7 separate regions of the Mus musculus genome follow, and all the other regions are linked to region 3. The links are chromatin contacts, called in public Hi-C, HiCAR-type and promoter capture Hi-C maps. All regions are on one chromosome and are shown on one strand. Each heading gives the region's core, a stretch centred on a gene start, on an enhancer-like site or on the middle of the called end of the contact. The rest is flanking DNA. Distances are from core to core; before and after follow the strand shown. Region 1 holds the start of Nol12 (nucleolar protein 12). Region 2 holds the start of Ddx17 (DEAD box helicase 17). Region 3 holds the start of Aco2 (aconitase 2, mitochondrial). Region 4 holds the start of Pdxp (pyridoxal (pyridoxine, vitamin B6) phosphatase). Region 5 holds the start of Cby1 (chibby family member 1, beta catenin antagonist). Region 6 holds the start of Gcat (glycine C-acetyltransferase (2-amino-3-ketobutyrate-coenzyme A ligase)). Region 7 holds the start of Gtpbp1 (GTP binding protein 1).

What was found. Promoter capture Hi-C pulls out the DNA fragments that hold promoters and counts their contacts. A called contact is a pair of places that touch in the nucleus more often than the background predicts. HiCAR-type assays count read pairs that join an accessible place to other places.
Region 1: a promoter capture Hi-C map of pre-B cells shows a contact between it and region 3, with 2.5 times the contacts expected there. The contact joins the promoter of Nol12 here to the promoter of Aco2 in region 3.
Region 2: a promoter capture Hi-C map of pre-B cells shows a contact between it and region 3, with 3 times the contacts expected there. The contact joins the promoter of Ddx17 here to the promoter of Aco2 in region 3. A contact is called at or near these places in 2 of 39 promoter capture datasets (cranial neural crest and pre-B cells) and 1 of 484 Hi-C or Micro-C datasets (CD4 T cells).
Region 4: a contact with region 3 is called in a promoter capture Hi-C map of pre-B cells, with 4 times the contacts expected there. The contact joins the promoter of Pdxp here to the promoter of Aco2 in region 3. A contact is called at or near these places in 1 of 39 promoter capture datasets (pre-B cells) and 1 of 115 datasets of contacts at active chromatin or transcription factors (astrocytes).
Region 5: a contact with region 3 is called in a promoter capture Hi-C map of pre-B cells, with 2.6 times the contacts expected there. The contact joins the promoter of Cby1 here to the promoter of Aco2 in region 3. A contact is called at or near these places in 4 of 39 promoter capture datasets (the 3T3-L1 cell line, cranial neural crest, hippocampal neurons and 1 more) and 1 of 9 other capture datasets (adipose tissue).
Region 6: a contact with region 3 is called in a HiCAR-type map of kidney, with 7 times the contacts expected there. The contact joins the promoter of Gcat here to the promoter of Aco2 in region 3. A contact is called at or near these places in 2 of 115 datasets of contacts at active chromatin or transcription factors (astrocytes and kidney).
Region 7: a Hi-C map of B cells shows a contact between it and region 3, with 6 read pairs. The contact joins the promoter of Gtpbp1 here to the promoter of Aco2 in region 3. A contact is called at or near these places in 1 of 39 promoter capture datasets (pre-B cells), 1 of 484 Hi-C or Micro-C datasets (B cells) and 1 of 115 datasets of contacts at active chromatin or transcription factors (astrocytes).

Annotation. Positions count from the first base shown.
Region 1 is chr15:78,933,548-78,936,247 of GRCm38.p6, reverse strand. Nol12 (nucleolar protein 12) reads right to left here and starts at 1,315. Exons shown (of 6, transcript NM_133800.3): 1 at 1,173-1,315. The coding sequence starts at 1,258.
Region 2 is chr15:79,545,483-79,548,182 of GRCm38.p6, reverse strand. Ddx17 (DEAD box helicase 17) reads left to right here and starts at 1,442. Exons shown (of 13, transcript NM_001040187.1): 1 at 1,442-1,988. The coding sequence starts at 1,939.
Region 3 is chr15:81,871,102-81,873,801 of GRCm38.p6, reverse strand. Aco2 (aconitase 2, mitochondrial) reads right to left here and starts at 1,339. Exons shown (of 18, transcript NM_080633.2): 1 at 1,254-1,339. The coding sequence starts at 1,289. Phf5a (PHD finger protein 5A) reads left to right here and starts at 1,910. Exons shown (of 4, transcript NM_026737.3): 1 at 1,910-1,989; 2 at 2,613-2,636. The coding sequence starts at 1,938.
Region 4 is chr15:78,912,647-78,915,346 of GRCm38.p6, reverse strand. Pdxp (pyridoxal (pyridoxine, vitamin B6) phosphatase) reads right to left here and starts at 1,428. Exons shown (of 2, transcript NM_020271.3): 1 at 816-1,428. The coding sequence starts at 1,377. Gm30368 (a long non-coding RNA gene) reads left to right here. Exons shown (of 6, transcript XR_003951546.1): 5 at 1-56.
Region 5 is chr15:79,657,868-79,660,598 of GRCm38.p6, reverse strand. Cby1 (chibby family member 1, beta catenin antagonist) reads right to left here and starts at 1,372. Exons shown (of 5, transcript NM_028634.3): 1 at 1,306-1,372. It overlaps Fam227a (family with sequence similarity 227, member A), which reads left to right and starts at 1,643. Exons shown (of 18, transcript NM_029407.1): 1 at 1,643-1,918.
Region 6 is chr15:79,029,573-79,032,272 of GRCm38.p6, reverse strand. Gcat (glycine C-acetyltransferase (2-amino-3-ketobutyrate-coenzyme A ligase)) reads right to left here and starts at 1,399. Exons shown (of 9, transcript NM_013847.4): 1 at 1,153-1,399. The coding sequence starts at 1,339. H1f0 (H1.0 linker histone) reads right to left here. Exons shown (of 1, transcript NM_008197.3): 1 at 1,769-2,700.
Region 7 is chr15:79,689,645-79,692,344 of GRCm38.p6, reverse strand. Gtpbp1 (GTP binding protein 1) reads right to left here and starts at 1,449. Exons shown (of 12, transcript NM_013818.2): 1 at 1,247-1,449. The coding sequence starts at 1,438.

The DNA.
Region 1 (2,700 bases), core at 66-2,565, 2.9 Mb after region 3:
AGAAATGAGTTGTGAGTCCTTGCTGGACCATCAGAGTGTACTTACATAATAATCCTGGGTGGTATAACCTACCACACACCTATGCTGGAAGCTATAGTCTCAGTACGCGCTCCATCACTAACCAAACGTCACCTAGCTCACCTGGCCTTCCTGCCCCTTGCTAAGTACACAAAAGGCCAGGTGGTCAATACACAGAGCTGGTGGTCACTGTTCCCACACTGGCAAACTTTATTTCATAGGAGTCACTTCTAGTAAGGCTTTCTAATAATGCCTTCACCCAGACCCCAAAACTCTTTCACTGAACCAACCAACAACCAGTCCTCAAGGCCACCTGACTCCTGAACCCACCTGGGTCCTGTGTGGCGGGTCCTAGGAGTGCCCCCACCTTCCTGACTCGTGCTTCCTTCTTCCTGTCTAATCTCTGCTGTTCCTGAGTTTGCTGTATTGGAAGTTAATTACGCTTAGTACCTTATTCGAGCTAGGCAAATGGTCTAATAAATTAATTCGTTTATATTGTCTTGGAGACAGGGACAAATTGTCCAAATGCCCATACCGTTCTTGAACTTTCCCGCACAGGGTTTTACTTTGCAATCCTCCTGCCTCAGCATCCGGGATGGCTAGGATTATAGGTCTGCACTACCAGGCTTTGCAATTACGGTTTCCGTTGGTACACTACACCAGGGGTTTTAACTGTATTTTGCTACTGTTATGGATCGTAATGTAAATATTATCTCTTTTCCGATGGGTTTAAGGGGGTCGCGACCCACAGGTTGAGAGCCATCAGACCACAAGGTGCTATTTACGGTGACACTAAAAAGCAGTTCAGCCTCTGGTCTCAGGCTTGGCTGGCACGCAGTCTGGTGCGTGAATCAATGAACTAAACCTCTCTCATCCCATCGGCTCGTCCTTCGTCAACAACGACTGGGAGCCAGCTATGGGCTGTGACAATAGACGGCGCGGCACTCCGGTGGTCCAAGGCGCAGCGCTGAGAGCCGTAAACAGCGAGGGAGGAGCGGGCGACTCCATCCCCCGAGGTGGGGAAAGAGGAAGGCGAGCTCCAGCTACATCCAGGGGCGGGGCCGGAAGAACCCTCCGCGTGGGCGTGCGCGCCCTGTGCCTGGCGCGCTTCCCCCGGCAGCCCGACGGGAGTCTCTTTCCACCCTGCCACTCACCGCCGCTTCTCTTCATCAAAGTTGAGAACGAGCCGGGGCCGCCGGTCGTCTCCATCTCTTTTCTTCTTCTTCTTGTTGCGGCCCATTGCAGTGAAGCTTCCGGCAGCGTGGCCGCTTCTGACTTTAAAACACTTCCGGGTGTAGCAGTTTCAGATTTCCGGTAGGGCGCTCTTCGTGGCCTTGTTCCACAGTTCCGCAGATTTGGCTCCACCTTTTAAAGGAGCCTCCCGTCCTGCCTCAGCTTTGGTTCAGGTCTTCTGAACAATCCTCCCAGAATGGCTTCGGTGAGAACTAGGCTCCCCGATTCCATCATCTGACCTGCCTCGAACAAGCGCTCAATCTGGAGTTATTTATAAACCGCTAAGAATTACTGAACTTAATTGAATTCAGATGTCAACTCTTTCATGATTTCCTTGAGCGAGGGAAACTGCCTAGATGCAAACACTGGTATTCCTTTACAAAGTATGTGACTCAAAAGCAATTGCCCCCCTTTAAAAAAAAAAGATTAAATCATAAATTATGGGCTAGGGGAGGTGGCATACATCTTTATCCCAGTACCTGAGAGGCAGAGGCAGGTGGATCAAAGTCAGCCTAAGCTACACAGTGAGTTCCAGGACAACCAGAGCAGAGCTAGACAATAAAGAGACCCTGTCTATAAATAAATAAGTAAGATTAAAAAAATACTGTGCCTAAGTGAGTTTAGGTCTACTGTATGAGGACCTACAAGGCCAGAAGACGGTATGAAATCCCCTGCAACTAGAGTTACAGATGGGGGCTGGTGAGATGGCTCAGCAGGTAAGAGCACCCGACTGCTTCCGAAGGTCCTGAGTTCAAATCCCAGCAACCACATGGTGGCTTACAACCATCCCTAATGAGATCTGACTCCCTCTTCTGGTGTGTCTGAAGACAGCTACAGTGACTTACATATAATAAATAAATAAATCTTAGAGTTACAGATGGTGTGTGAGTCATGTGGGTACTGAGAATCAAACCTTGGTCCTCTATAAGACAAGTAGGCACTGTTAACCATTGGAGTCATCTCTCCAGCCCCCAAATTGCCTTTTTCTTTGTGTCTCACTTTCCTATTTATAAAATAGAGATCATTGTAGTGACTTTGTAAGGCTGTAAAGAGGTGGCCCTGGAACTCTGGCATGCACTTAAAGGCTTGCTGAAATCCAAATTGAGGGTTCAGGGTTCAACACACTTGGCAGGGCCCCAGAATGTCCATTTCTAGAACATTCTCTGGTGACCCTGAATATTGCTCCTGCGTGCAGCAAACTGAGAGCCGTGACTGTGGTGGGACAAGTGTGTCGGGTCAGAAGTGCATAACACAATATTCTCCCAGACTCAGTTGGTGCAGAGGGAAATCTCTGAGTTCGAGGCCAGCCTGGTCTACAGAGTAAGTTCCACGACAGCCAGGGCTACACAGAGAAATCCTGTCTCAAAAAACCAAAGCCAAACGGGGTGGGGGGAGAGCAGGGATTGTGCCAGTGATCAAATGTGAGCTAGATTGTCTGAGCTTTGGTGT
Region 2 (2,700 bases), core at 193-2,692, 2.3 Mb after region 3:
TTGGCAGCAAGGACCTTAGTTGAGACCTCAGCTCAAATGTCATTTGATAGATGGGGGATGCCTTCTGAGAGCACCCGATGTCATCCCGTTTCCTCAACTTGTCTCTAGCCCCTTTCTTGTTTTTGTTTCTTTGGTGTTTGTTGGTTGGTTTTTGAGAGAGGGTTTCTTTGTGTCACCCTGGCTATTCTGGAACTCACTTGGTAGACCAAGCTGGCGTTTAACTCAAGAGATTCACCCACGAGTGCTGGAATTAAAGTATGGCCTTCCCTTTAGTGTTTTTTTGCTGTTGTTCTTGGAGGTGCTGGGTGTTGAATCCAGGGCTTCAGTCACGGTCAGCAAGCACTGTTCCACAGCCTCAACACCATTTTCTTTTCCAAGTCAGCAAAAGTCTAACATACACATTTGTCATCTGTCTCCTCTCCGTCTCTAGAGAATAAAGCTCTGTGCCAAGGAACGTGTTGGATCCCCAGTGTCCCAGCAACTAGCACAATGCCTGGCTCTCCATGGCCGAAGTGACAAATGAACCGTTTCTCAAGACGCCTCTTTACTCTCCTGGCTTTCCTAACCTAAGCAACACTCAGGACATGAGACAAGACTAAGCCTCCAGTCTGCCGGCCTCCATTCTCCGCGGCGGTAGAAATGAGCCTAGAGGTCTCAAGGAACCCAGCAGTTCCACAATTTAGTAAAGCAACTATGTCCAAGTTTGTGTGGCTTGGCAGTGCGCAGGGATGGCGAGCCAAAGAAAGCAATCTAGGAGTTGGGTGGCACCGGCGGCCTAGCCCAGCCTGCCCTCCCCGGATAGGGTTTGCAAATCCTAGCCTGTCAAACCCACCGCTTCTGCAGTGGGGCACCCGGGTAAGGCACCCATTTTCATGGTGGCTAAGGTCCAAGGCGCCCACCTCAGAAAGGACTCTGGGAAGGTGTGGCCTCTGCGTCAACTACGGCCAGAGGAAAAGGTGCCAACCCTTTGTTCGGAAAATAGCACCTCAGTAAGAAACGCGGGAAACACAGGGTGTCTTTTGGCCCAGCCAGGCTGTTGGCCGCTGAAAGAGAGCGACACGACGCATCCAACATGGCTGCGGCGCCAGCGCGGCGAAAAGCGACGGGAAAGAAATGGCGCCGGGCTGTGTGGCCAGCTTGGGGCACACGGCGTTGGGACGTTGGAACCAAGAAAGCGGCCTCAAGACTCTCTGGGTTCTACTGCCCAGAGACCCGGAAGTCTGACTAAGGCTACGTGGAGTGCTACCATTATGTCTGCACAAGGCCGGCCTCAAGCGCCGGGTTGAGCTCGGAATGCCGGGAAAAGTCCATTCTCGAAACAGAATGCGCTACGAAGACTGCGCTGACCCGCAATAGTGGGCGGGCCAACGACGCCAACACTGTGACGTCGTGCCGACGGCTCGCCCCACCCCCAGCCAACGTTCTAGAGCTGGCGGTGCGAGAACCCTACGCCGGTTGCGCACATTGCCTTGTTTAAGGTGGGCCGACCAGGGCCCCCATCTCCGTCACCGACGTAAAGCGGTTCCGAGAATGTCCGTGGCGTCGCGCGGAGCCCTCCAGACGCTGTTTACGTAGCGTCTGGGCCGTGCGTAGCGTTAAGTTGGAGCGGTCTCCGCGGCCGCCGCCATTTTGTGCAGTTGCTGGGAAGGAAGGGAGACGCCTCAACCGTGGCACCGCCCGGTTTGAGCGGGACCAGACCTCCCGACTGTCCTAACAACCCCGATTCTCTGAGTTGTGCTCCCGTCTCCGACGAGAGAGGCGGCGACGGTGGCGTCTGCGACGGGAGACAGCGCGTCGGAGCGAGACAGCGCCGCGCCTGCCGCCGCCCCAACAGCGGAGGCGCCGCCGCCGCCATCGGTCATCACTAGACCCGAGCCGCAGGCCCTCCCGAGCTCGGTCATCCGTGCCCCGCTCCCAGATCTTTATCCGTTTGGGACCATGCGTGGAGGCGGCTTTGGGGATCGGGATCGTGACAGGGACCGTGGAGGGTAAGGGGGAGGTGCGGGCGGGGGGCGGGGTGGCCCGCAGAGCCCTGAGGCTCGCGCCGTACAATGGCGGCGGCGCGCAGGCCTCAGGCTTGGGCGGACGTCTCTGCGGACCGCGATCCTGGCTCGGAAGTGGCAGGCCAGCCTTGTCGCCTCTCTTGGCCCGCTCGCTGATCATTTGATCCCTGCAGGCCGGCCGCAGTGTCTGTCTGGGGGAGGATCCGGATGCTCAAGTTTTAATCTAGGAAAAGCTGCTTGAGATCGTTTCTTTTCCGCTATGTTAGCCATCCCTGTTAGAGAGGGACTGGAGTCGAAAAGGCCTTTTTTTGGTTTTAAACTAGGTTTTACTCCCTTTCTGTTATATTTTTGGTTAAGTGGAATCAGATTGGAATGGGAAGTGCTGGAGTTGCTTTCCAAAAGATCCAAATTGCGGGTGACTTTTTTTTTTTTTTTTTGAAACTAACAAAGCCTGTTGAAATCAAGAGAACTCCTTGAGGTGGCACACCCTGCACTAGAGACTGAGTCAGGCTTGGAGTTCAAAGCTAGCCTGGGCTACACAGATCAGAACAAGAGAACAGTTAGCAGAGTTCAAAGTGAGGGCAGTGGTAGAAAGAAAAAAAAATCAGAATAAGCCTTGTAAAGGAATCGTAATTGTAGAAGCTTTATTCTGTCCTAGGTCATTATTCAAGATCCAAGCAGTTTGGGATTATAAGCA
Region 3 (2,700 bases), core at 90-2,589:
CTGCAAATCCCTTTCATTGGCCAAAAGTTAAATGATTTGTTCAGATAAATGAGTTTGATTTTGCAGTTTGATTTTAAGTAATTTGATAAAGAAAACTTCAAATGATAATGCCTCCTGGGAGTAAGGCACATAATTTTTAAAAATTATTAATTCTATGTTCCAAGTTGATCCAAAACAAATTCACAAAAGTAATCATGAAAGGTTGCCAGAAAATGTCTACAGTTATTTTATGGATTTCTTTTTATGAACAAAATACATTCTTTACAGTAAACATTATACGTTTCTAGGGCTGTAAGGTTAGTAGTGGGAAACCATCTGACAGGCATAGTCAATTTTCTAGACGTCTCATAACAGTCAAGGTCAAACTGTTCACTCTTCTCATCTTTCCACCTAGTATCTGGAAAGCAACTATCGGTGACTTCAAAATATTTGATTCTGTATTCTGACAAATACAAACGATCACACCCTGATTCAGAAAGTTCTGTGATATTAGCTGCCATGAACAACAAGAAGAGAGGGTCTGCAGGGTCACTGCTCAGGCTATGATCCTTTAGTGACACCATGAAAGCCACTACTTTGTCTATATCTTCCAGTTTTTCCACCTACCAAGTTGGGGGAAAAATTATCTCACATCTATGTCGTCAGATAAAACATCTGTAACATTAGTAAACAGCCTTGACATCTGCTGCAAAGGTGAGAAAGCACTCTTATCGTGACTATTTATTATGGTGGGGCCCAGAATAGTCCTTCTTGTGTCTATGACCCCGAGTCTCCTCAAAGGGTAGTAGTGGATATAGCTTCTGCAAACTCCATGCCCGGCAACCACGGATAAATGAGGCGACGAGTCTCTGCTACTGGTGGGAAGTGAAGGCTTCAAGCACCCGGCTTTAGAGGAACCCACAACCACCGCGCCCCCCAATCACCTTGTCATCACCTTGAGGAACAGAAAACCACCCTGGGGGAGCATGGATTCCACCCTCAGAAAAAAAGGAGTGCCTCCACCCTGGACCAGGCTGCCGCTGCTTAAACCCAAGCTTGCCGGCGGGCGGGGATGGGAACTGCGAACAGCCTGTGCCAGGGACGCCTTGACCTAGGACAACGCAGGAACCCACAAGGGCGCTGGGCCTGCAACCGCGACAGGTGCACGGAACGTCAGCCGCGAATCGAGCCCGCCTCGCCTGGCCTCGCCTACAGCCGCGGGCAAGGCAGGAGGCTCCCCGCCCCCGTAAACCCACGTCTCTGGGCTCGCTTACCTGCAGCCGGGTGACCAGGAGGCTGTAAGGCGCCATTTTGTGCACTGACAAAGATGAGGTCGCATGAAAGTGACGTGACAAATGGCGCCCTTAAAAAAGCATCGAAGGGGGCGGGGCTTACAGAGAGACGAGTCAACCGCGAGGGTGGGGCCTCCTCCCGCAGCCAAGAGTGCAGATAGCACAGTGGGCGGGGCTTACATGACGGAAACCCGGCGTGGAAAGCAAAGATGCGGGGAAACTGCCAACTCGGCGTTCGGCGCAACCTTGTCACCTTTGCCCTTGGGTGTGGAAGCTGGAGGGGAGGCAGGAGTTCAAGGTCATCCAGGAAAGAGAATATCCCCAAATCAACATACTTGGCGGAAGCATGCAAGAAGCCCTGGCGTCAATCCCCAACACAGAATGCAACATATGTAGAATTTTTACCCAAGAACAAACTTCAGTTTATGAGTTCAAATCTGGAAGTAAAGAGAATTTTATTCAAAAACCTTTGGTGCACCTGCAAGGACCTAGCGAGGAAACTCTCGCGAGATCTAGCCGGTTTTGGTGCCCCCCCCCACCCCCCGAGGCTAAAGGCTGACGGACAGCTTAATGGCCAATCACGGAGGAACGGAAGTAAGCACGCCGTAGGTTAAAGGTCGGGCGGAAGTTCCCTAAGCTTCCGGCCGCCGGCTTGGAAAAAGAGTTATGGCTAAACATCATCCAGATTTGATTTTCTGCCGCAAGCAGGCTGGTGTGGGTGAGTTGGGGACGTGCTCCCTTTTGGTTGAGTGGGATGGGATTAGAAAGTGGGGGACTAGGGACTTCAGCCTCCTCTTTAGGGCTCTGGTTTGCCGTGTCCACGTTTCGCGCCTTACGGTGCCTGGGTATTCTAGCAGCGCTCACCGGCTTGTGGCATCTTAGAAGAGGGCAGCAGCGCGCATCCGGGAGTCTAAGGCTGGCGGGATCCTCTGTGCCAGGTCTGGAGAAGCCGGTCTAGAATACTTTGAATTTTGGGGGGTTCCAGACATTTTTTTTATTTTTGACATGGCCTTTGGTGTAAAGCAAAATTTAGGGTCGTGGGCCGGGAACTCTTGTCTGTAATCCCAGCACCTGGGAGGCAGAAGGCTGGAAGATTGCTGCGAGTTCGAGCCTGGCTAGAGCTTAAAAGCTAACTCAAGCTACACAGTGGGATTCTATCACAAAAAAGTAGGGGGTGGGGGACAGTGGAGAGGGAGGAAAGGAGAATGTGACCACGATCCTGTACGGTTGACTGTAATCATTGCTACCTTCGCCATCCTCTATACTCAGTTTGACGAAAAACTTTGCTTGCTACCTCACAACCTTAATTTTAACGATGTTTTACTATCTTTGACCTTGCAGCTATCGGAAGACTGTGTGAAAAATGTAAGCCGAACACGCCCTCTCAGGCCTTGACACCTTTACTCTTTGAAGAGTCGTCAATTCCAGT
Region 4 (2,700 bases), core at 179-2,678, 3.0 Mb after region 3:
TGTCCATGTCTCATCTGGAGGAACCAAACCTGTCTATAGCCATTCATCACTATCTGGTAAGTCTCTGATCCCTCCATCTCTTGGGGCTCATGCCAGAGGTCAGCGCTTCTGTTTAGGTACAGGCCTGAACAGCCTGGACTGCTCTTGGATGGGTGGATGGATGGATGGGGGGTCCCCAAAGGCCAAGTCAGGTTCCCCTGCTCTATGCTGTGTGTTCCCTGGCAGCTCACCTCCCTTAAGTACCAATTTCTTTAACTGTGAAATGGGCCAAAACTCTTATTTTTGAACTAATCTGGAAAGGAAATGAAGGCACCATTAAGGAGCTTCAGGAAGCTATTAATAAACTAGAGGGCTGGGTTCAAAAGCCTGGGGATAACCGACATGGTAAAGAACCCCACTGGAAACCAGGTTCCGAGGTTATGTAACTCACAGGGTTAACCAAACAGGGCCAGAACTGGAACTGAGGTCAAGCTCCACTACCTTCCAGTCTCCCCACTGGCCTAAGGTCAAGCTCCACTACCCCCTAGTTTCCCCACTACCCTGATTCTGGATGCGCGGATCCAGCTCTCCACCGGCATCATCCTTCCAGACCGCTTCGACAAACCCTCCTGCAAAGTGGGTGGGGCCAATGACAAAAGCCCAAGAGGCCGGTTCCAAATCTGTATCCCACCTGCAATTCCCTGAGCTACAGTGAGCCTAAGGTGGCTCGTGTGTCAAACTGGTCCTCGGCCACTATCCGACAGGCGGCAGCTGCAGGAATTCCGAAAAGCGCGTCAGGTCCCAGCACACATCCCCGCGCCCAGTCCCGTGCTCACCGGGGGTCCGGCTTCCGTCGCTGAGCGGGTGCCAAGGGTCGCGATCGGTGGCCACGAGCAGGCAGTCGGGGTCGCGCAGGTGCGCGCACGCCTCGGTCAACCTGGAGAAGGAAAACTGCTCGTCGTAGCCTACGAGCACGGCGCGCACGCGCGGGTCCTCGCCGGGGTCCCCCGCCAGGCGCAGCCCCGCGGCGCGCAGCTCAGCGCGCAGCCCCTCGCCTCCCAGCACGAACACTGCGCCCGATGCGTCGGGCGGCCCGGACAGCCGCTGGCGCAGGAGGCGCGCGGCACACAGCGCGGAGCTGAAGAGCTGCTCGGCGCGCAGCCCCGCGAAGCCCAGGCGGGCGAAGCGCAGCGCCAGCTCGGGCCGCGCGCGCCGGCTGTTGTTGCTCACGAACAGCGTGTTCTTGCCGGCCCGCGCCAGCCGCTGCAGCAGCTCAGGGGCGCCCGGCACGATGCGTTCGCCGTTCCACAGCACTCCGTCGCAGTCGAACAGGACTCCCTGCGCCTGGCCCAGCACGTCGCGCAGGGCCGCGCCGCGCAGCCGCTCGCAGCGCGCCATGCAGCCGGCTGGCCGCTCGCACGCGCGCGCTGCGCTCCCTCCGTGGACAAGGGGCAGCTTCACCAATTGGCGCGCAGAACGGGGAGGAGGCGGGGCTACGAACACAGGCTTCAGCCAATAGCGACTAGAATTTAGTCGAAGGTGCTGGCCGATCCCGAAGGAGCTCGGAGAAAGGGGCGGGACCGCGGGCGCCACTAGAAGGAGGCGACCAATGAAGAGACAGCCTGGTCTGCAGCGAATCGCCGTGCGCTTCCCAGCCAATTAAAAACGTAGGCCAGATGGTTGCTAGGAGAAAAACAGAGGCTGAGAGAGATGTTGTCTTCGGGCCACATCTTGTTGCCCTCGGAACCATTGAGGCTCATTAGAAACATGTGGATGTGATGGAGCCAGGGCTCCATCACCCGTGACTTCGCAAGCTGGCCTGGGCTCTTAGACCTGGTCAGTGATCCTTCTGGTCATCTGACTGTGCTGTGGAGTCTCCTGGGGAACTTGTTTTTTTTTTTTGTTGTTGTTGTTGTATAATTTCCGTTTAGTAAGATGTATACTTTATAGTTCGATGGCTTTAGATAAATGATTTTTAAAACACAGGTACAGGTCAGTGGAATGGTTCAGCAGATGATGGCAGTTTGCTGTCAAGGCTGAGGACCCGAGTTCCTTCTTCAGAAACCTCACGGTGGAGAGAACATACTCCTTCCAGTTGTTTTCTGACCTCCACACACACATCCACACAGATGAATGTTAAAACGTTCTAGCCGGGCGATGCGAACACATACATTTAATCCCAGCACTCAGAATCAGAGGTAGGAAGAGCTCTGATTTCCAAGCCAGCCTAGTCTACAGAGCAAGTACTAGGACCAAGGGTATTCAGAGAACCCTGTCTCAAAAAACAAAAAAACAAAACAAAAAAAAAACCCAATAAATAAATAAATAGATAATCAAACACATGGCTGTAAGACAGGAACCCAGAGATCTGATTTCATGTTTTATGTGTGTGGGGGCACTAGGCACTATTTTGATGGCCAGGCCCAATTGGTAACCCATTTTATTGATGGGGTGATCCCAACTGCCTAGGTCTCCATTTTGTAGACGGAAACCTTTTAATCTGTCAAGCCTTTGAATAACCAGTAATTCAAAGTATGGGGACCAGGGATGAACAGGGATCTGTACTGTCACAATATTTTGGTTCTAAGCAGAACTGTAGCTGTCTAACCCAGAGCAACTGAAGGGAAGAGACCGAAGAAAAACCGTGCCTTTGAGGCCCAACTATTTTCTGTTCTTTGTGCCTTTTGTAATGGGTTTCTTAGCCTAGAAGACCATAGACAG
Region 5 (2,731 bases), core at 123-2,622, 2.2 Mb after region 3:
ATTAATATTTGTGTGCAGATTCGGAGTCTGGAGGGGGGACGTCAGGTGTCCTGTTGCATTCCCTTTAGATGGGGTCTCTCACTGAACCTGGAGCTAGACTGGCGGCCAGCGAGCACAAGCAATCCTGTCTCCGCCACCAACAGTGTTAGCATTGCAGGGGTCCGAGCTTGTAGCAGGCTTTTTTTTTTTTTTTTTTTTTGGTTTTTCGAGATAGGGTTTCTCTGTGTAGCCCTGGCTGTCCTGGAACTTCACTTTGTAGACCAGGCTGGCCTCGAACTCAGAAATCCGCCTGCCTCTGCCTCCCGAGTGCTGGGATTAAAGGCGTGTGCCACCACGCGCCGGCTTGTGGTAGGCTTTTAACTGAGATGTTGGGGACTTGAATCCATGGTCTCACACTTGAGCAGCAAGTACCCACATTCACTGAGCCTTTTCTCTAGTCCCCTTCACAGATTTTTTTTTTTAAACACACACACATACACACACCGTTCAAGGTATCCTAGGGTTCTTTAGGGAAGCTCTCTCATAGAAGACTATGGGCCAAGAAAATTAAAGGTTTGCACTTGGTTCCCAACCAACCCTGTTGCTCACCCTCTGGGGAGTCCAACGTTTTATCATCCCCCAAGGGCCTCAAAGGCTTTGTTTGCTGTTGTTTTTAATGTGTCTGAGTGTTTTGCCTGGGATACCATGGTCGTGCCTTGTGTCTGCAGATTCTACAACTAGAGTTACTGGCGTTTGTGAGCTGGGAATCGAATCCCAGTTCTCTGCAACAGCAACCAGTTCTCTGAGACTCTGATCCATTTCTCCGGCCAGTGACGTCCCTTATTTATAATCACGAATGATAACAGCCTGCAGCTCGTAGGTTAAGAGTGCTTTCATGTTTACAAACTGTTGGGACATTTGATGCTCACCATGACCCTGAGAAGTAGATCAAATTGTCCCCCTTTACAGGGAAATGCACTTACTGTGCGAAGCTTTAGTTTGCATCAGGCTATAAAATACATTCTCTTCATTCTGACAAAAAATAAAGGAAGGAAGCATCTTTGGTTTTCACTGGATTCTCAAAGGGAAAGGTGTCTCGAAAAAGTTAAGAGCCAGCCAGTCTCACGGGTCACAAAACCCAAAGAGTTCTGTACGGGTTAGGAGAAGACCTTCAAAGGATGGGGTCAAAACACCATCTCCGAGTCTCCGTCGCAAGAGGTGCCCGCGGAGCATGCCACGGTCCAGCCTGCCCGCTTCTCCAGGGGTACCCGGGCATCCCACCCACCACTACTGGCACGGATATCCGCCCGCCGCTCCCAGAGGTACCTGTCTGCGAAGCCGGAATCCCGAGCTAGCCTGCAGCTTTCTGCAAGGATCTGCCCAGGCCGCGTCAACCGCCGCGACCGCGATTGGCCGGCGCCGGGCAACCATCGTGCGCATGCGCAGCCTCTCTGGCTTCTACCACTGAGAATGCAGAGGGAGCCAGCTCCGAGACGAGCCTCCGCGAAGCAGCGGAGCCCCTGCGGACTCTCTAAGGTTCACGAATAGAAGAAAGCCTTGGGCACGACTTCTGGAGATACACACATGCCTTGGGCACGACTTCTGGAGATACACACATGCCTTGTGGCATAGGCTGGGAGAGGCATGACCCCCTAAATACGTTGGTCTGGTCCCCGGGTCAGCGCCGCCGTCGTCATAGTAATCGTTTTCCTTGGCAACAAAGCAGGCCGAAAGCTGCTTTGTTGTGTTAAAAATGTTAAGTGGTGACCCAGGCTGGACTCACAGTAGCAAAATGGACCGACCTGCAGCTCCCCCGCCCCGGCCACAAAGCAAACCGCGCCCCTTGGGCCGCGGATGCTGGCGGACATCCGGAGCTTGGTCCGGTCACTGGAGGGGCTGGTGGCGGAACCCGCCCTGACGCTTCTGCCGAAGCTTTCAGGTAAGACAGACGGACAGATATGACGACTCCCTGCCAGTAGCAAACTGGCTCCTGCCAGTCTTGCCTCCTCCACACTCCCACAAGCAAGGGAAACTGAGGTCCAGGGAAGGTTGCCCAGTGTACAAGGGGTAGAGAACTGGAGAGTCAGCTCCAGGATTCCTCAAGTCCTAAGGACATTGTAGCTCGGTTTGGTAAATGAAGAAATGGCCATCCAGGAGGCGTTTCTTGGCTGCCTAGTGGGTGTACGAGGTCATCCCACCATAAAGGACAGGACCCAGCTCCAAGCAGTCTTCCTCCACCTTTGCCACACAGCGTTCGAAGAGAGAATTCCACATCAAAATCAACCATATCTAGTGTAGCAACCGCTACAGAAACATAAAGCAGAACACATTTGAAAGTTGCGATCATTCTAGAAGTTTTTTTGTTTGTTTGTTTGTTTGTATGTTTGTTTGTTTGCTTGTTTGTTTTTTTCGAGACAGGGTTTCTCTGTGTAGCCCTGGCTGTCCTGGAACTCAGTCTGTTGACCAGGCTGGCCTCAAACTCAGAAATCCGCCTGCCTCCCAAGTGCTGGGATTAAAGGCGTCCGCCACCACCGCCAGGCTCTAGAAGCTTTTTGATATTAAACCTTGTGCGCCCTCTACCGGTGCTATCCCCGAAGCACCTTTCGTATTTTGAGATAAAGTCTCCCTGGGTACTCCTTATCTCATCCTCCTGCCTCAGCCTCTCAGTGCTGGAATTACAGACACACACCCAGCCTGCCTTCAACCCCTACCCTTTTGCTTTGTTTGTTTTTTTTTTTTTAAGATTTATTTA
Region 6 (2,700 bases), core at 150-2,649, 2.8 Mb after region 3:
CTCTGCCACTGAGCCACATCCCCAACCTACTGATTATATATCTCTCTGAAATCACTCCGGGAGAGCTGTTTGGTCCGGCTGAAGGTATTGTTAGAAGACAAGAGGTTCATTTTATGGTTCTCTTTAGGGAAAGACAGGTACAGGCATGAGAACTTCTGCAGCCTTAGTCCCCTTACTTGCTTAAGACTTTAGCCTCATGGCTGGTGAGATGGCTCAGTGGGTAAGAGCACCCGACTGCTCTTCCGAAGGTCCAGAGTTCAAATCCCAGCAACCACATGGTGGCTCACAACCATCTGTAACAAAATCTGACTCCCTCTTCTGGAGTGTCTGAAGACAGCTACAGTGTATTTACATATAATAATAAATAAATCTTAAAAAAAAAAAGACTTTAGCCTCTTGGGAGGAAGCTGGTCTTCCACTCCAATATCCTGGGACACTGGAGCTGACCAGTGAAGGGTCTGGGGAAATCTACTTGTATTTCACCTTCTTCCTTTCTTATTTATTTATGTTTTTTGAGACAGGGTTTCTCTGTATAGACCTGAATGCTGGGATAACAGCATATTTCCTTTCCCTAAAAATTGGTCTCTCAAACCAGGCTTGGTGCTGTATGTCTTTGATCTCAGCAATTTGGATGCTGAGATCAATTTGGAGGCTGAGGCTAGCCTGGTCTACAGAGCAGGTTCCAGGACAGCCAGGACTACACAGAGAAACCCTGTCTCAAAAAACCAAGGGGGGGGGGGGGAATGGTCCCTCTTGCATACAGATGCCATCATGAGTAAAGGTGCAGCAACTGGAGCCCTTCACACACATCTGCTCAAGGAAAGTTTTGTTCCAGTCACTCCTCCTGGAAACTAGGTGTAGGGAGCTGAGGCAGCTGGATATCGCTCTCTTTTTCTCATAGGGTGGGGTCTCAGTGCAGCCTAGCTCTCTCACCCAAAAGGTGCTGACGGATTAAAATCACCTCCCTCCTTTGAAACAGGTTTAAACAGGTGGAGTTAACACAAGGAGGCCATAGTGTGCCCCAGACAGACCAGCAGCTAAGAGTGCACGTGCCTCTCCCACACCCACCCTAGGGCCTCCATTCACATGCAAGCCTTGGAAGGGCTCTTGGCCTCCTGACCAGGTACGAGGACTCTCAGGAGGGGAAGTTACCTCCCGAGATGCCGTCCACGCGGATGCTCGGTCCCTGGCGGGACGTGATCACACGCTCACTCTTCCAGGTGCCGGCTCCGCGGATCCCTTCCAGTTCGCTGTCCAGGATGCAGCGCAACTGAGCCAGCGCTGAATGTGCGCGGCGGCCAGGGGACAGCGCCCCGTGCCACATGAAGCTGGCCCACATCGCGCCCACAGGCTAAAGTGCGCTGGCCAGCCTGAAGTCTAGTGCTCCCCGTCACGTGACGTGGGCAGGGCCCCGGCAGCAAATCAGAACAACAGGAGCTCACTTTAAAAGGATGGGAGACTCCACCCGCGGGCGGAGCCTGACAGCGTCGGCCCGCCAAGAAAGGATTGATTTGTAAGTCGACACCCGGGAGGTCCGCGATGGGGAAGCTGAGTAGGCGGAGAAAGCGACTTCAACGCCTCTCCTCCCGAGACCTTGCCTACACACCTACCTCTCCCGAAGACCCACCTACGTGCCCAGCTGACCCTCCTGTTGGAGCGTCCCTGTCACTCCAAAGCTTTGCTATTCTCTGGCGCGAACGTGGCGTCCCCACATTGCCCGTCAGATCGCTCCTCTCTCCTCCAGTTAAAGAAAAACGCACCACTCAGATTTTTTCCTTTCCAGTTTTATTTTAAAGTTTTAAAATTACAACCACAGTAATTTCTCCCGGGCACTAGTTACACTTGTTTAAAAAGGGGTGGGGTAGGGTGCGCGAGTTTCTAATTTTATTAAAATAAGAGAAAGACAACTGTACAGATTTTTTTCTCCCAGCTCCCGAAGTGAGACTAAGTCCTAGTCTTAGATATGGATATATACATATACACACATGCACACAATCCTGCCTCTCTAAAGCTACCTAGCAAATTCGAATCAACTGGAGTATGTCTTACAGTCCACTCCCTGCCTCTCCCCCTCCTCCGCTACTTAGAAAAAAAACTCAAAGAGTAAAAGAGGTTGGAGGGTTTTAAGTGGCAGCTGGTAGACCTGAAGCGGCACCAAGCAAAGCCACATCTTACACAGGAAAGGGAAGAAAGGAAACGTACAAAGTCCTGCTAGGACGCAATCCATCAATCGTGTGGAAAAAACCCAAGTTTCCATAGGCACACTGAGGCACTTGGCTGATTACCCACCCCTCCCCCTAAGTCCACTCGCATTTAACCAGAGACTACTGAAAAAGACCCCTCCTTCCCAATGGCTAGATCCTGGTTGTGAGAAGCTATGGCTTCTCTAACCAGCTGTCACTTGGACCCCTTTGCCCCTTTAGACAATGGGGAGGCACTAGGGCAGAAGAGAAAAAGCAACCAGGTCTCCAACTTACCACCGTTGGTAGGGCAGCCCCAGGGAATTTTCCCTCCCTCCTTGGCCAGCTAGGTGGGGTGTCACCTGCTCCCCATCAAAGGTTTTGAAAAGCTCACGAGGGACAAGCAGTCTAAGAAAGTCTTGGAAGACAAACCTTAGTTCCTGGGTCCCCTCACCTAGCCAGAACTTTGCCAGTTCCTTCATAGTAAACAAACCACCGACTGAAACACACATCCTCCCCC
Region 7 (2,700 bases), core at 200-2,699, 2.2 Mb after region 3:
ATGGGTCTTAACATTCTCTTCTAATTTTTTTATTTTTTTTAATTTGCGAGACAGGGCTTCTCTGTGTAGCCCTGGCTGTCCTGGAACTCACTCTGTAGACCAGGCTGGCCTCGAACTCAGAAATCCACCTGCCTCTGCCTCCCAAGTGCTGGGATTAAAGGCACGCACCACCACTGCCCAGCTCTCTTCTAATTTTTGCAACACATCTGCATTTTCTTGATGAGATGCTGGAGAAGTGAGAGGTTAAGAAAGTTTCCTAAGGTCACAGACCCTTTTAATGGCAACAGTTGGAAGGGAAGCCCAGTCCCTCCCTTGGCATCAGTTTCTTTAGTGATGTTTGACACTTTCTAAACACCAGTAACATCTTATAGTTACTTTCTTATTTTCCACAATGCCAAGTAAGTGGTGAGATCTTCATTTCTGCCTACCTTCTCAACACCGCAGAAGATGCTACTTAAAGATGCCCTTCCATATTGCATGAATACAAGAGGTGGCTCCACTCGTAAGTGGCAAGGCTGAGGGTCATGCCTATTTTTTTTTTTAATTATAACAAGGCAGGGTGTGGGAAGGCGACGAGTGCCACGGTGTACGAATCAGTTCTCTCCTTCACTAGGTGAGTCCTGGGGATCGAACTGAGGTTGTCAAACTTAGGAGGCAAGCCCCTTTACCTGCTGAGCCATCTTGTCGGTCCCATCTTTTTATTTTATTTGGGTGGACACGGAAAGAGGACGCTCCTCGGACATCATTCTCGCCGACTGAGCAACTACTTTCTGTTTACTTTCCAGAGACCAGGAAGAGAAACGGCTGCCACCCCTTAGACTGGCTACCTGTCTTCGTGAGTATCCCGCCCCCTGCCCAAGCCACCTTGACACTTGGTCCTCCGGGATGCTCCTAGAAGAGGAAGACCCTGCGTCTCAGGGACCCCCCTCCTGGGGAGGGCGGGCTGATCCACACGGGGACAGGGACACAGGGCGCGCGGCCCGAGTCGGGAACCCCGTTCCACGTGGCGGAGCCAAGTGGCAGCGATCGAGGCGGGAGCGGGAAGCGCGGGAGGCCGGGTGGACGCTGCCCGGTGCGGAGAGTGGGCCCGGGCCCGGCAGGTTCGGGAGAGCGGCAGGTGGGCGGGCTGCATCCCTTCAGCGCTCCCGTGAGCCGTGCCACTGGACAGCCGGCTGCCCGCCGTCGCCTCGGAGACCGTCCGGCCCCTCCGCGTACCCCTGGCCCCGCCGCCGCCTCCCGGGCCTACCTTGCTGGTGAGGTCCAGCTCCGGCTCGCCGTTGAGCGCCTCGCCGTCCTCGCTGCAGTCAGAATCGAAGCCGCCATGGAGTCGGGCCGCGGCCGCGGCGGCCCGAGCCGCCCCCGGAGAGCTAGGCTCGGGGGCGAACATCGAGGCCGGCACCGGCGAGTCGACCGGGGAGCGACTCCGCTCCGCCGCCATCTTTAAGAACTTAAGCTAATTCGCAGCCGGCCGCCCGCCCTCCCTCCCTGGCTCATTTAACTAATTTATGCTCGGCCCCGCCCCTTCTTGTTAGAATAATTTATGCGCGGCTTCCCCGCCTCCCGAGACTGTCACGTATCTCTAGCGGAGACACAGAAGACCCAGTCTCTCATTTACCAATCGTCGCAGCTCTCTCAAATACTTTAATGAATAATTAATGAGACCAAAACCCTAACAACAAACGTCGTAGTGGTCGGGAGCCTTGGTCCCACCTCTAGTGGGGCCAACACAGCGTGCACGCTACCTGCCTGGATCCTTCCCGCCAACGGGAGCGAAGCAGAGGTTTGACTGACTTGACAACAATCCAATGAAAAGAGGCATCCATTCTTTACTCCCCACCTCACTTTCCAGAGGCGGGGCCAGCCTCCAAATCATACTGCAAAACAGTCCCGCCTGGAGCCTCTCAAAATGATGGACAAGGGCGGGACCCAATCTTGTCCTCCCTAAGTCCCGCGCGTCTGGCCGCCGCATACCCAGATAGTAAACTGTGAAATGAGCCTGGCACTCCGAATGATTGAAGGCAGTTGCTGCAACACTGTGTCCGGCGTGCTGGCATGCGCAAGGCAATTTTTATAGTAGAATCGATGCTATGTATTCCAGGAGTGGTAATATTACAGCCGCCAGACCAAGACAATTAATTAAATGCTGACCTCAGGGAGTTCCATTCATGACTCCTCGGAGAGCAACTGAGTGAACAGAAAGATGTTGACAGCCCAAACTCTAGCGTAAATCCCCTCACGTTTTTGGTGAACAGCTGAGCCACAGGTCTAGGATCTGTCAAGGTAGTTTCTTGTGGCTTATTTTTCAGTTGCCACTTGTGGAAAGTCCCAGTCCAAAAAAAAAAAAAAAAACCCGCCGTTCGTGTACCTGAAATTCCCGTTTCAAATGTCTGAAAAATTTAGACTATTAGGTGAGTTCTGTTTTTTACCAAGATCTAATTATGCTGGCTGGACCTGGCCACTCCTCCTGGTAATAGATTAAAAAAAAGAGCAGCCGCCTGAGGAAGTACGAGAAATTTAGGGATTGGACCACAGGATGTATATAGTAAGTAAGGAAAAGGGTACAATATAGCCGTCACCTAATTCGGGGAGAGTCTTGTCCTCATTTTTAACGTACTACCAAGTCTGTGAGCAGATGCTGCTGGAAACCTGACCTTAATGGTTTTTTACTGAGATTTGTTTTTATTTTGTATGAATGGTGTG